2 separate regions of the Mus musculus genome follow, and region 1 is linked to region 2. The links are chromatin contacts, called in public HiChIP or PLAC-seq maps. All regions are on one chromosome and are shown on one strand. Each heading gives the region's core, a stretch centred on a gene start, on an enhancer-like site or on the middle of the called end of the contact. The rest is flanking DNA. Distances are from core to core; before and after follow the strand shown. Region 1 has its middle 54 kb from the start of Gm33738. Region 2 holds the start of Tmem132c (transmembrane protein 132C).

Region 1 (6,145 bases), core at 3,460-5,959, 1.3 Mb after region 2:
TCTTCTTGACTCCTAACCCATGGTGTCTTTCTCCTCTCTCCACTTTCTTCCCTCCCAGAATTTTTTTCTCCTCCCGGATGTCCCGCCTCTTTTCCCTGCCTCAGCCATAGGCTGTAAGCTTTTTAATTGACAGGCGAGGCATCCATACAATCCCAAAGCAAAGAACGTTTTCTTCTGCACATGCAGTTGAAGGTGAACTTCATGGGCATACCCAGCATTCATTGCATGTGCTCTCCACACTAACCTCAGCATCAGTTAGACAAGCCAGGAGTCCTGGTGTCTTCACTCAGTGAACCTTGACCTATGGGCACATCACAGCCAAATACAAGACTGTCCTCCATGACAGAGAGCTCTTTCCTATGAAATACCCAGCATCGGAGAGTGCGGTAACAAAGAGAGCAGGCTGGGGACAACTCACAAAATACTTTTAAGAAGGGAACCTGAAATGGATTACATCACTTCTGCCCAATATCATTGGTCAAGACTTGGCCAATGAGATACCTGAGTTGGGACCTGGGGGTACAAAGATACCCGTGGACATCTTGCAAGTCTACACTGAGCCTCACAGAGGAAGATGGCCCAGAGCAGGGGTTGATTCCTGAGTCTTGACTTATAAGGGACAGAGAAGTATGTTATCAAAGATTCTTATCTGACAATACACTCCAAAATGACCCAGAGAGCCCCATCAATATCTAGATCTTAGCACGCCATGCCCAAATTAACAAATTGAAGGCACAGAGATGAAAAGCAGGTGAGTCCAATTCACCGAAATGTTCCAACCCCTCTGGGATAAAGATGGAGTTGAGAACCCTGAGCTGTGTGATTCTCAAGGCCTTTTCCACCTTTGTGTGGTTTCCTTTTACAACAGGAAGGCTGAAATATACTACCTACTATGGACTCACATTCTGTGTACACGTACCGGTATGTGTGTGCACATGTGAGTGCATGTTCATATGTGTGTGTGTGTGTGTGTGTGTGTGTGTGTGTGTGTGTGTGAAGTACACATGCACATGAAGTCCAATGGTCAGGCCCCAGCCACCTTGCTTTTAAGATGACCTCTCCCTTGTCTAGTTCACACATCTGGCTAGGCTGGCTGGCCAATGAGGCCCAGGGATCCAACTATCTCTGCTTCCCCGGTGCTGGCAATACAAGCATGTACCCCCATACCCTGATTTTTAACTTGAATTGTGGGAATCAAACTCAAGACCTCATGCTTGTGTGGCGAGGGATTTCACAGGCCAAGCCATCTCTCTGGGCCCTGAGATTTGTTCAGTCACTACCCTACCCCCCCTACCCTACCCCGCCACCCCCAGCCTCCAGGTGACCAAGGAAGTTTAAGACCCCCGTCCTTGTCTGGATAAACTTTTCACCGACATCTCCACAGCGCAGCCTTTAAGTGGCCATTCCCCCAACTGCAGCCTGCATTCATAGGCTTCTTGACTCTCCCAGGCCCATCCCATGTCTCTAAGTGAGGAGCTTAGTGAGACCCTACACCTTACCCCTATAGCTCTCACAGACCCCTGAATAGTTCTGCATCCTGTATCCCTCCCGGCATTTCTCCTATTATAAATACTCATTCCTCTCACTACATCCAAAAGATCGCAATACCAATGACGTCTGGTCCTATAAAAACTGAGCAGTGCTTTCCTCTAAGGGAGGTTCATAAAACTATCCTTAAATTGATGGATAGCTGCCATTAAATGGATCGAGGCAGTTGTGCTGAGTCAGAGGAAAATTGTGGCTTTGATATCGACCCGAAACTTTCCTCTTTTTCTTTAAAAGAGTTACCCTCTCCTCTTTATGCCTTCACTAGACTATAGAGAGTCAATCAATAGCCTGGAAAGAAAGCCATATGTAAGGGATGGGGAGAGTCAGAATGTAGAAGTGCAGAGAGATTGCCCTTCCTCGGGGCCTGGGAAATCCTTCTGTGAGAAATTCCACCCAAGGTGAGGGCCAGAGGAAGATTTTTTTTTAAAGCCCAATACTGGTGCAGAGTCCTGAAGCCCCTAAGCTCATCACAGCTGAAGGAGAAGGTTCTAGCATAACGTGTGGAAGCCCAGCGATGGGCTGAGAAAAGTGACTCACTAAACAAGCAGAAGTTTGCCTACCAAGGTTGCTTTCTTAGGGTTTCCATTCCTGTGAAGAGACACCATGACCAAGGCAACTTTTATAAAAGACAAATTGTATCCTCTGCTGTGATAGTTTAGTTAAGATTGACTCCCCCGCCATCCCCCCCCCCTCCAAGGCTCACACATTTGAATGCTTAGTCACCAGGGAGTGGCACTATTTGAAAGGATTGGAAGGATCAGGAGGTGTGGCCTTGTTGGAGAATGTGTGTCTCTAGGGGTGGGCTTTGAGGTTTCAAAAGTCCACCCTAGGCCCAGAGTCCATCTCTCAGCTACTGCTACAACATCTGCTTTTATGCCACCATGCTTCCTGCCATGGTGATAACGGATTGAATCTCTGGAACTGTAAGCCAGCCCCAGTTAAATGTTTCTTCCTTTCATAAGAGTTGCCTTAGTGGTCCAGTCTCTTCACAGTAATAGGACAGTGACTAAGACGCCAGCCCTGTCTCCTCAGCCTTTGATGGGAGAGATCTGCTTTCTTGTAGCCCTGAGCAACATCCTAGGCACATGCTTCTGCATGGTGTGAGATGGGGAGATTCTCTTAGGTAGCGGTACCTTATCCTACTACCACGCACATGTCAGGTCTATCTCCTTTAAGCCACACACAGGAACATGGGGCCTTGCCTGCTGAGGGTTATGTAGCCACACACATCTGTTTGTGGATGGTGTCACCAAAGGAAGCTCAATACATTCTACAAGGAAGAAGACACAGTTGAGCCAAATGCTACCAGGGTGTACGGTATGCAGGCTTAGATTTTTCAAAACATACTTTAACAAGGGCTTTTTAATGCTTTAACCTCCTGTCTAGCACACCACCCACCAGAAGTTGTGGAAGGGAAAGGTTAAAAGGAAGGATGTGGACCTGTTTAGAAACAGTTCTTTGGGGGGGGGGGGGGGGCAACTCCAATCTTTGTTGTCAGGATATTATCAGCAGTTCAGTTCACGCGAATCAGCAGCGATAGCTTGATCCACTTGCAAACACCATTCACAAATCAGCAACAAGCAGTTCAATCCAGAAGAAACCGCAAGGCTCTGCCAATCGGGCCCGAGTCTGCATAGAAGTGGCAAGAAGCCACCACACTTTCACAAGAAGTTCTTTGGTACGTTTCGCTCTACAGAGTCAGCAGAGAGTGGCAGCGTGAACCAATGCCTGAGTCGTCCATTTTGTTGGGTTATATTTATATCCTTTCCAAACACCACGTGTCCTCTCAAGCATCCACTGTAACATAACATCACATGCCCTATTTCCAGGCAGCTTCCAGGAAAACACCACATTCCCGTTCTCAGCAAAACATCCTCACCCACATGTCTGCTTCAGCTAAGCATCCCCTCATAAGGCAGTATCCAGAAAAATATCACACGACACAACTGAGACTCCAAAGAAACCAGAAGTTTCCACTTCAACGGTGTCTCGTTAGGTGGTGACTCTGCCTCAAAGGTTTCATGTCGCTGACCACACACGAGGACCTTTTCCTTAAATGAACCATGAAGGAACTGGCCTATGGCTGCTATGGAAATATCTGTGGAGATTGCACATTTCACTGTTCGAGACCAGTCCAGACCACCCTGAGATCCGGCTGCTAACACCCCTGATCTTTCCTGAAGATGGTGCTAACCAATTTATAGATCAATGCCATCTGGACCATAATCAGCATCCTTACTGGGGGCCACTCAGAAGTGGAAACCCCACAGTCCCAAGCAACATTTCTAGCGGTGCCAGATGCAGAAAGTGCACTCAGCATTCATGAACCCAACCCTGCAACCAACAGAGTCCCCTCTGCTCCACGTTCCCAAGCCCAGCATGAGAGTTTTGGAGATAGGGCTGCAAAGTTCCTTCTGAGAGCTGCTCAGCCCCAGTGATTACTAAGCCCTGGCTATGGATCACTCTACTGAGTTCTCCAGTGAGTACGGGGTCGTATGGTGCCCAGGAGTTACACCCCTACCCCCACACTTCCATTTCCATTCTCACCACCACCATCCCCATGCTGACACTGGCTGTCTCTGTATAATTACCAGGAATGTTCCTAGGTCCCTCAGTGGTGTTTGTGTTTCTTATTGTCATGACCATGAACAACTATAACTCCTGGGTACCCTGTGGGAATCATGCCCCTGAGCTGTCCTTGGTCCCAGACAGGAGCACAGAGCTGAGAAAGGATTTATCACTGGCCTGGAACTAGTCAAGTAGACTAGGTTGGGTGGCCAGAGAGTCCCAGGCATTCTCCTGGCTTTGAATGCCCAACAGTGGCATTATAAGTACATATTACTGTACCTGGTGTTCTTTTGATTTTTTTTTTTTTAAACTAAGATTCTAGGGAAATCAAACTCAGGTCCCTGTGTTTACAAGGTGTGCACGTTAAAAACTAGGTCATTCCCCAGCCCCGACATGGTTCTATCTTTTGAAAAACCTCCCTGGACGACAGCCAACAGAGGGTATTGGCTAGGAAGATCAGTGCAGGACTGGAGAGATGGCTCAGAGGCTAAGAACACTGGCTGCTCTTCCATAGAATCAACTCCCACACAGCTCACTGTGTATAATCTCCAGTTCCAATGGATCTGGCGCCTTCTCCTGGCCTCCGCTAGTACTGCATGCACATGGTGAGCACGCAGACAACTGTACACAGGAAAGTAGTAGTGGTGGTGGTGGTAGTAGTAGTAGTAGTAGCAGCAGCAGCAAGAACAATAATAATTAATAATTAACATGATGTGGGTGCTGTTGAACTCAGCCCATATTTTCTAGAGCAGTCAGACCAGGACCTGAAACTCAGTGCATGACCACACATACAATGTGTGGTCAATCAGGCACCCCATCCGGAATGGCACATACAAGGGAAACCTCGTCCTGTGCAACCCCTCATGCCTCACAGGGACCCCGGGACCCACTCTGCCTCAGAGGCCCACTGAAGAACAACACCCCCCCCCCCATACTCACTAGACTGTGAAGTCTGGCCACAGGACCCAACATCTGGCTGGGGGAGAAGCCCATGGAGCAGAGCCCCAGGCAGAGAGCTGCGGTATGAAACGCCGGCCCTCAGCTCCCTCCCCCTGTGCACAAGGTTCCCACAACTTGGCAGCACTTGCCATCCGCAGGCAGCCCAATCAGGGCCCTTTCTTAGGGAAGAATGCTTCGTTTTCTCCCTTGTGGTGAAGGGGAGAGTGTCTTCCGTAGCCTCCCTCACAACCAAGCACCTCATCAGAGTCTAACTTCCCGCATCTGCGTGTGATAAATAGGGCTTCGCAGAAAAGGGCTACGAAACAGTTATCTGCCTCTCCCTCCCACCCCCATCCCAAAAACTCAGAGCCAGCCAGCAACTCCCCAACCAAATGGAAGAGGGAGCAGGAAGCTGCTGTGTGGATCATGGGGATCTCGTGCTGGGACTGGATCCCACCAGGCTCTGTGGAAGGGAGCAAATGTGATGGGGGTGGCGTGTGGAGGGGAAGTGGGGAGAGAGAGAGCTGATGTTTGGCCTTAGGCACCATTAGAAAAGACTAGAATACCTCTGTAGGTATCTCTCCACTCCACAGCAGCCAAGGCTACACTCCGTGAACCTCCACCCCGACCCCTATCCACTCCATCCCCACCCCCGGCGGGAGGGGGAAATGTTACATCATTGCTCTAATTTTTCTTTTCTCCTGTTGCTGAGATAAAACGCCCAGACAAAAGTGAAAGATCTGTTTTAGCCCCTATGGTCGGCCATAGCAGGAAATCAAAGCACCTGGCGTTTGAAGCACCCGCAGACACCCGGCACCCACAGACAGGAAGCAGAGAGGAATGGACGCTCCTGTTCAGCTGGCTTCCTCCTCCTCCTCCAGTCCAAACATCTCCTACCCACAGAATAATCCCACCCACCATAGTTACTGTGGTTCTTTCTAGACAATATCATACTGAGTGGTGCAACTAACCCAGAGCACGAACTCTCTTCTCTGTAGATCCTAGCTCCAAATTTTTAGATGAACTCTCTCGCCTTTCATCTGAGACGTTACTTTCTGCAGCAGATGGAGACCATCCCAGAAATGTACAA
Region 2 (6,666 bases), core at 4,118-6,617:
ACTTAAGAAATAATAGACGACCAGTCATAAACAGTCATTCCTGCCTGCAGAATCCCATGATCCCTTGGACCAGGGCTATAGCTAGGTGAATGTCACTCCACACACATCCGTGGCAGGTGTCTGGGCTGAAATGGGTTACACTATGGTGCAGTAAACAGGTAATCCTCAAATCCTGCTGACTTCCAAGTCCAGACGTCTGTCCCTCTTCCCATGTTTTAGGTTCCTCAGTGTTTAGCAGGAAACTGTTCTTTGGGGTTCCTCAGGAACCTGATGCTGGGATAGCTAGTGACTTGACCAGTCCTGTCCAAACACTGGGCCCACTATGCACTGGGTAAGTACTCTGAGCTGACTTCATCAAAAACAGTCCAGTCTCCTGTTTCTGAGAAGACGTCACGTGATCGGTTTGCTCAGTGTGGTGGCTTATTAAAAAGCAGAAAAGAGTTAGCTCTGATGAAACTTCTGGAAACTGTGGTTCGGATAATGGGAAGGTAACTAAGTAGGTAAGGAGCTAGATAAAGAAATTATTAATCAAAGGACCTGTTCCCCGGACCACCCCACCCTACCTGGAGGCTTTTGAGAAATGCAGGGAAGAGGCCAGCAGACCTTCAGCTCCACAGAGCGAGAATCAACGTCTTAAGAAGGCCCCAGTGGAATGTGAAGAACAATGGCTGAGGACAGTTTAGTTAGTGAAGGAGTCCTCTAGCCAGAGTGCTCCGGTTAGAATCCCAGCTCTGACATTTTGCAGCTTCCGGACACTGGACAAAAATCCCTCCGTTCTCCATCCGTTATCTGAAAGGATTCACTGTAAAGTTAATCGTGTCCAAATACTTCTGAACAAGAGATGGTGAAGCTGGTAAGGATGGTGGTGGTGGTGATGACGGTGATGCAGAAAATGCACTTAAAGAAATGCATCATCGTTCATCTTTGTAAACTAATCTCGAGTGTACCGACCTGCTTCCTATAGTAAATGAACATCAGTCTCTCTTGAATCAAGGGGCGAGCAGAGTATTAGCTCTGTACATTTTATGGGATAAGGCAAGAAGAGAAGTGATGTATCCAACAGGCATATATGGGACATTGGGGAAGGGTAGAGAGAGGAATCTGGTGTGTTCACAGGTGGGAGCTATGTACACCTTACACCTCACTGGAGAAGCCAAGCCCACATTCCCATCAAGAGATAGTCAGCTATTTAGAGACCGAGTTAGCATGAGGGTCTGGGAGTCTGTCAGTAACACTGTCATAGAATAATCATGTTTTAATGTTGGAAAAAGAACTCTCTAAGTAGTGAAAGGAATTGCACAAAGACCCCCCACCTGTCTCAAATAAGTTCTCTAACAAGAGTCTTCTGGTTCACCCCGGGTGCTTGCAGAATTATCATCACCATCAGCAATGCTCACTAAATGAGCTAAAGACAAAGCATTTCCTTCTCAGATTCATCATCAGTAAAACGGACACTTAATCCATAGGTCCAGGCCTGATTCTTTTGGAGATAGTGGCCTGCCCTGCACACACAGCTTCTAGCAGGGCTGGGAATACAGAGCTGAGCAGGCTGGAGAAACGTCAGAGAGAAGAATCATCCAGTAAACAGGGAAATGAGCCAGGGGGCACCACTAAGTGCCCAGAGGGTGGTCCCTAAATAGTTGTGTCCTTACTGTGTGGTCCAAGGTAGGGCTTCTTCTGTCACTCAGGGAGGGAGGGAGGGAGGGAGGGAGGGAGGGAGGGAGAGGAGAGGGAGAAGGTCCTAGTTTTATGTTCCAGCCTCTGCATCCCTCCTCCTCAGCCTAGAGCTTGCTTCATGGAGACAAGTTATCAGACTTGGTATCAACTAAGTGGTGTTGTAACTCACAGCAGGGGACATCAAATGTTTAGAAAACTGATCTTACATTTCATTTGTGATGCTTGAGGTACATCCGTGTGGTGTATGTGTGGAGGTCAGAGGATACCTGGCCTGTGAGAGTCGGATCTATCCTTCTGCTGTGTTGTCCTGAGGCTTGAACTCAGGTCCTAGGGCTAGCCTTTCACTAGCAGAACCAACTCTCTGAATGGAAAGTTGATTTTCACAGCAATGGTGTAACCTTCTCTATGAGCCTGTTTCCTAATCGGCGGCCTGTGCTGCTAGAATTTCCCCCCAACTCCATACAGAGAAACCTCAGATACACGGATGCTCAAGACGCTCTCACAATAGCACAGATCTATCAATTGTTCCCTCCTCCCTTCTGCATCCCACTGTGAGTCAGTCCTCCCCAGACACATCCAGTCCTCCCCAGATAAATCCAGTGGTTCTCACCACACCCCCTGGCATCCTCGGCTGCCCCTGGGGCCACACTCTACCCAGGCCTGGCCTTGTTTCTCACTGTGGATTTTCCTAAAAGTCCTCTGCTTGCCTACCTCCATTCATCATCATGAAACCTGTCCCCTCCCCCACAACTGCACTTTCCCTGAAGGCTGTACTGAAAGTCAACAACTCCTAACAGACTGCCTTAGTCATCCTCCCTAGAGCTCCTGTCTACCACAGGAGAAAAGATCCGAGTTTAGGACCGTCATTGCTGTGACAAAATACTTGACCGAAGGAAGTTAAGAGAGAAAAAGGGTTATCCTGGCTCACAGTTTTAAGGAATACAGTTCATCGTGGTGGAGCCAGGGAGGCATGGCAGCAGGAGCGTGAGGCAGCTGGTAACATTGTATCCACAGTCAGGAAGCAGAGAGAGATGGATGCTGGTGCTCAGCTCACTATTTCCTTTTTATTCAGTCTGAGATACCACCCCACAGGATGGTATTGCCCACATTCAAGGTGGGTCTTCCCTCCACAGGTAAAGCAATTTAGAAACCCTCTCATAGACATACCAGAGGCTTGTTTCCATGAGAGTCTAAATTCCAACCAGCTGTCAATCAAGGATAACCATCAGGGGACCTTGGTCTAGTCTACTCTCAGAACCCTCTAAGAAACTGGCTGGTAACTGGAAACTGTTTGCTGAATGGCTGAATGACATGTGGAATTCTAAGGGTCATTGCGATGTGTCTGCGAACATGAGCCTAACATGTCTTTTATTTTTCTTCCTTCCTTGTTTTCTGTGTCAACCAATAAGCACCAAGAGTCAAGACCCTGTTTGTTTTGCAAGCTGACCACGGCTGCTTTTACGAGGCCAATCTATAGCCATTCTTGTCTTACCCTCAGTAACACTGGCTCATTTAATGTATAGCATAGCAATACAGAGACATACACCCTGCCTGGAAGCAGACAGCACAAGCTGCTCTAAGCCGCACCAACAAGCTCCATACCCCGTCCATTTAAGATTTCAGCATGAACAAAACAAATCTAAAAAGTGGCCTCTTCCACTTAGAAGCCCTGGGCACATGTGGAGGCCTCCTGCCAATAACTCTGCCCTCCTATAAATCATATTAATTGTCTCCATGTGCCCGCAGCCTATGGGGAGTTTCGCAATACCCTTTGAGGAGATTAGTGGTCTCTGGTGTCGCTTATGAGACTCAGGCGAGCATCTGGAAGCAATTTCAGTTAAAGAATTAATGATTTTGAGGTTCAATAATACAGGACTTTAAAAAAATAAATAAATACAGGAAACTTTGTTAGCCAGGGGGGAACCTGCGGGTTTCCCAAGATAAAGGGACCAAGGATCCTCTCTCCCATGTGTTTGTTGGATTTAAGTCACGTGGCAGATTAAAGGAAGTCTTAAAGCGGAGCTTGCAAAAGGAAAACTCTCTTTACTTAGGTCTCCTTCTGTTTGTTCTGGAGGCATCAGGAAGGGAGATGTATCTAAGGTTCAAGAGATTGGAGGACATGACAGTAGGTGCCCATATGGTGATTCAGGGTGTAGATGTGGAGGTGAGAACCCCTTGGGGTTTTAAATTCTTGTTCCTATTATTGAACGGGAGATAGTGGATGAAACAAACTCCATCCCTCAGTCTGAAATAACGGGCTGTTGCACATCTCCTTTGCTAAATATTTGAGTTTTTTTTAAAAAGTCATTCTCTAGAGACTTCCAGACTTAAAAAACAAAAAACAAACAAACAAATGATTAAGTCTGCCTTCCCCTCTTGGGGCTCATGTGACTTCGTTATTGCTTCCTAAGGATGTGTCTACCGTGGCTTAGTGAGCTGAACAGTAGGGCCTGCATCACCTAAATATAAAGTGGCTGCCTCCCTGGCCTGTGAGAGCCCAGTTGCGTTTTGGGTGCAAGCTAGTCTCCAAGGTCTGGGCTCCTTGGGCTGCTTCTGCCTTCTCCTGATCTGGGGGTTGGAAAGCTTGCTTCTTGCCCTGGTATTTCTTCTACAATCACTGTTTTTGAAAGCTTTTCCAAAGGATTGGTCAACAGGATTCTGTCAGCCCTGGTTGGGAGAGGGACCACTGAGCCTATGCAGCGTGAGGCTTAGAACAGGGTGGGGATCCCCAGGTTTGGAGAGCTAGTGGCAGATAGAGGCTCGCGCGTGCATCCTGAGAACCTTTCACTTGCAGACCCAAGAGGGTCTTTGTGCAGCACACTGCCCAGGCTCCTGGACCAGCAGATGAAACCCTAGGGCTGGTAAGCCTAAAGGGACATGGCTAGAACCTGGTGACCAGAAGGGAGTGCTGGGAAGTCAGGAGAAAATGGGTTCAGGGTGTGCAGAGAAACCGCTCTCACCGAGGCACATCTGAGGCATGTTTTTTTTTGGGGGGGGGGAGGGGGAGGTGGAGACATGGCGTCGCTGTTTTGTTTTAACCCTGCACAGTTGATTTTTTTTTTTTAAAGTACATTGGGTGAGAGACACAAAAGAGTCTCGCCTTTGCCACATGCCCCAGGCCGGTTTCTAAAGACAGTGGGGTTAGTCAGCGCGTTCCCAAGCGCAGTGCACGCGGAGCACACATCCGAACACATCCCACTGAATCCAATCTTTCGCTTAGATAGTTCCTCCACAGCTGCACGTGGCTTTGAAATCCAGTTGTCTCCAGCCCTCAGAAGAGGAGGACCTAATGTTGTAGATGGGGAACCGACGGCCCCGAGTGACCGTGAGGGGTGGGGGGAGCAAGTCGCAGGGAGCAAGGATCCAGCTCCATCCTGCGTGGTGAGCACCTGGGCAGAGCCGTCTTGCAGGACATGGTTGCGCGGAGGCAGGAGACTGCGAGGCGGCCGATCAGCAGCAGGAGGAGAGGGATTCGAGGTCTCTGAGTCTCTTCGTCCTCTCTCTGGGTCTCCCTCCCGAGGCCTGCGCTCCGGGAACCTCTCTGGCACACAAGCATCCTCCATCCATCCCTCTGGCCGCGAGCGGGGGCCGGAGGTGGGCGGATCCGGAGGGTGTAGTGGGCGGGCCCGAAGTGGGCGGTCCCGGGGGCGGGATCAGCAGGACCGCGGCTGCAACCCGAGAAAAGTTGTCCGGACCCGTTCAGGAGCAGCCGCCGGAGCCGGAGCGCTGCCGGGGGCGGCCCCGGGCATGGGGCAACCGGCGCGGTCCCGGGGCTGGCGATGGATGGCGTGACAGCGGCCACGATGCGCTCCGAGGGCGCGGCCCCGAGGCGGGCGGCGCGGTACGGGGCGCTGAGCCTGGTCCTAGCCACGCTACTGGGCCAAGGTAAGGCGGGCGCTGGCGGGGACCTCCAGGTCCCCTAGTAGGCTGCGGGAAAGCCGGGGCGAGGGTGGAGAGAGCGGCGCGAGATCCGGGTCCCATCTTAGAGCCTCCATCTACGGAAACAGCGGACACCAGCCTCAGCTTGGAGCATTAGAGTCAGTGCTAGGGATCCTCCGCGGCAGCCCACCTCGAAGCCCTACTGCCTCCCTCCAGGAGAGCGGGGGGGGGGGGGGGGCGTGGTTGCCGGACTCTGGGTCTGGGCTACACCTTGACTTCTACATTGGGCTACACACCCGGGACTCGGTGCAGCTGCGGGACGCGGGGAGGACCCTGGTTTCCCGCGGCCCCTTCCCCAGCTTTAGAGAAACCTGAGACTTTCCGCCCTACATTAGACCGAACGGTGGCATTGAAAGCATCGGACCGCTCTGGTTTCCAGCGACTCGCCGTTAGGCTCCCACTTCGGTCCTTTGCTCCGGGGGCCGTGGGAATCCGGACTCTGCAGGTTTCTGGAGACTTGTGCAAACCGGCTGACGCAGCCTGGCCAGAGCGCTCGCTGCTGCTTAAGGTCGCTAAGTCATATTATTACTCTTCTGTGAGCCCGGTCGGCGGCAGGCAGGACTGGAAGATCGGAGCCGCTGGCTTCAGGCATTTAGGGTCCGCGAGCTACGGGGTGCGGTCGCGGGGGCGCCCTGAAGGGGTTTTCGCGTGCGGTGGGTTAAGCCCGGATGTTCCCCGGAGTCCTGAGCCCTCCCGCAGCGAGGCGGGTTCAAGCTCAGCCTTTGACACGGACTGGACTGAGGATTCGCTCTAATCCGCCCCGCACAGATGTCGAGACCTCACTCCTGTCCGGGGTTCCAAGGATGGGCTGGAAATGTATCTGGGGAGACAAGTTGACAATTGGCGTTAAAAAGTAGAATTTGCTTTACAAAAGTCTCTACTCCACCATGTGAAACCAGGGGATGCCCCTTACTCGAGGAGCAATTCCCAGACAAACCTGCCATGTACGCTGTGCTTCCTTCCAGTGGGTCCTGTTTCCACAGAGCCCCGGGTAAACTGGGGTGGGGGGTGGGGGTGTTGGGAGTGGGCTTCCCCCCCCCCCCAAAGAGC

The links. HiChIP or PLAC-seq counts read pairs in DNA pulled down with a chosen protein or histone mark.
Region 1: a contact with region 2 is called in an H3K27ac HiChIP or PLAC-seq map of SST interneurons, with 12 times the contacts expected there. The contact joins the enhancer-like site here to the promoter of Tmem132c in region 2. A contact is called at or near these places in 5 of 39 promoter capture datasets (the C10 cell line, hippocampal neurons, liver and 1 more), 11 of 484 Hi-C or Micro-C datasets (cerebellar granule neurons, cerebellum, cerebral cortex and 5 more) and 7 of 115 datasets of contacts at active chromatin or transcription factors (SST interneurons, craniofacial prominence, embryonic forebrain and 4 more).

The regions. Positions count from the first base shown.
Region 1 is chr5:128,494,547-128,500,691 of GRCm38.p6, forward strand. No RefSeq gene overlaps it. Among named protein-coding and RNA genes, the nearest start is that of Gm33738, 54 kb to the left of the region's middle. Within about 2 kb of position 4,710, at least 3 of the 459 cell types and tissues checked have an H3K27ac peak or open chromatin away from gene starts, as enhancers often do. A contact at or near this core is called in SST interneurons, where this site is marked.
Region 2 is chr5:127,236,459-127,243,124 of GRCm38.p6, forward strand. It overlaps Tmem132c (transmembrane protein 132C), which reads left to right and starts at 5,368. Exons shown (of 9, transcript NM_175432.3): 1 at 5,368-5,562. The coding sequence starts at 5,457.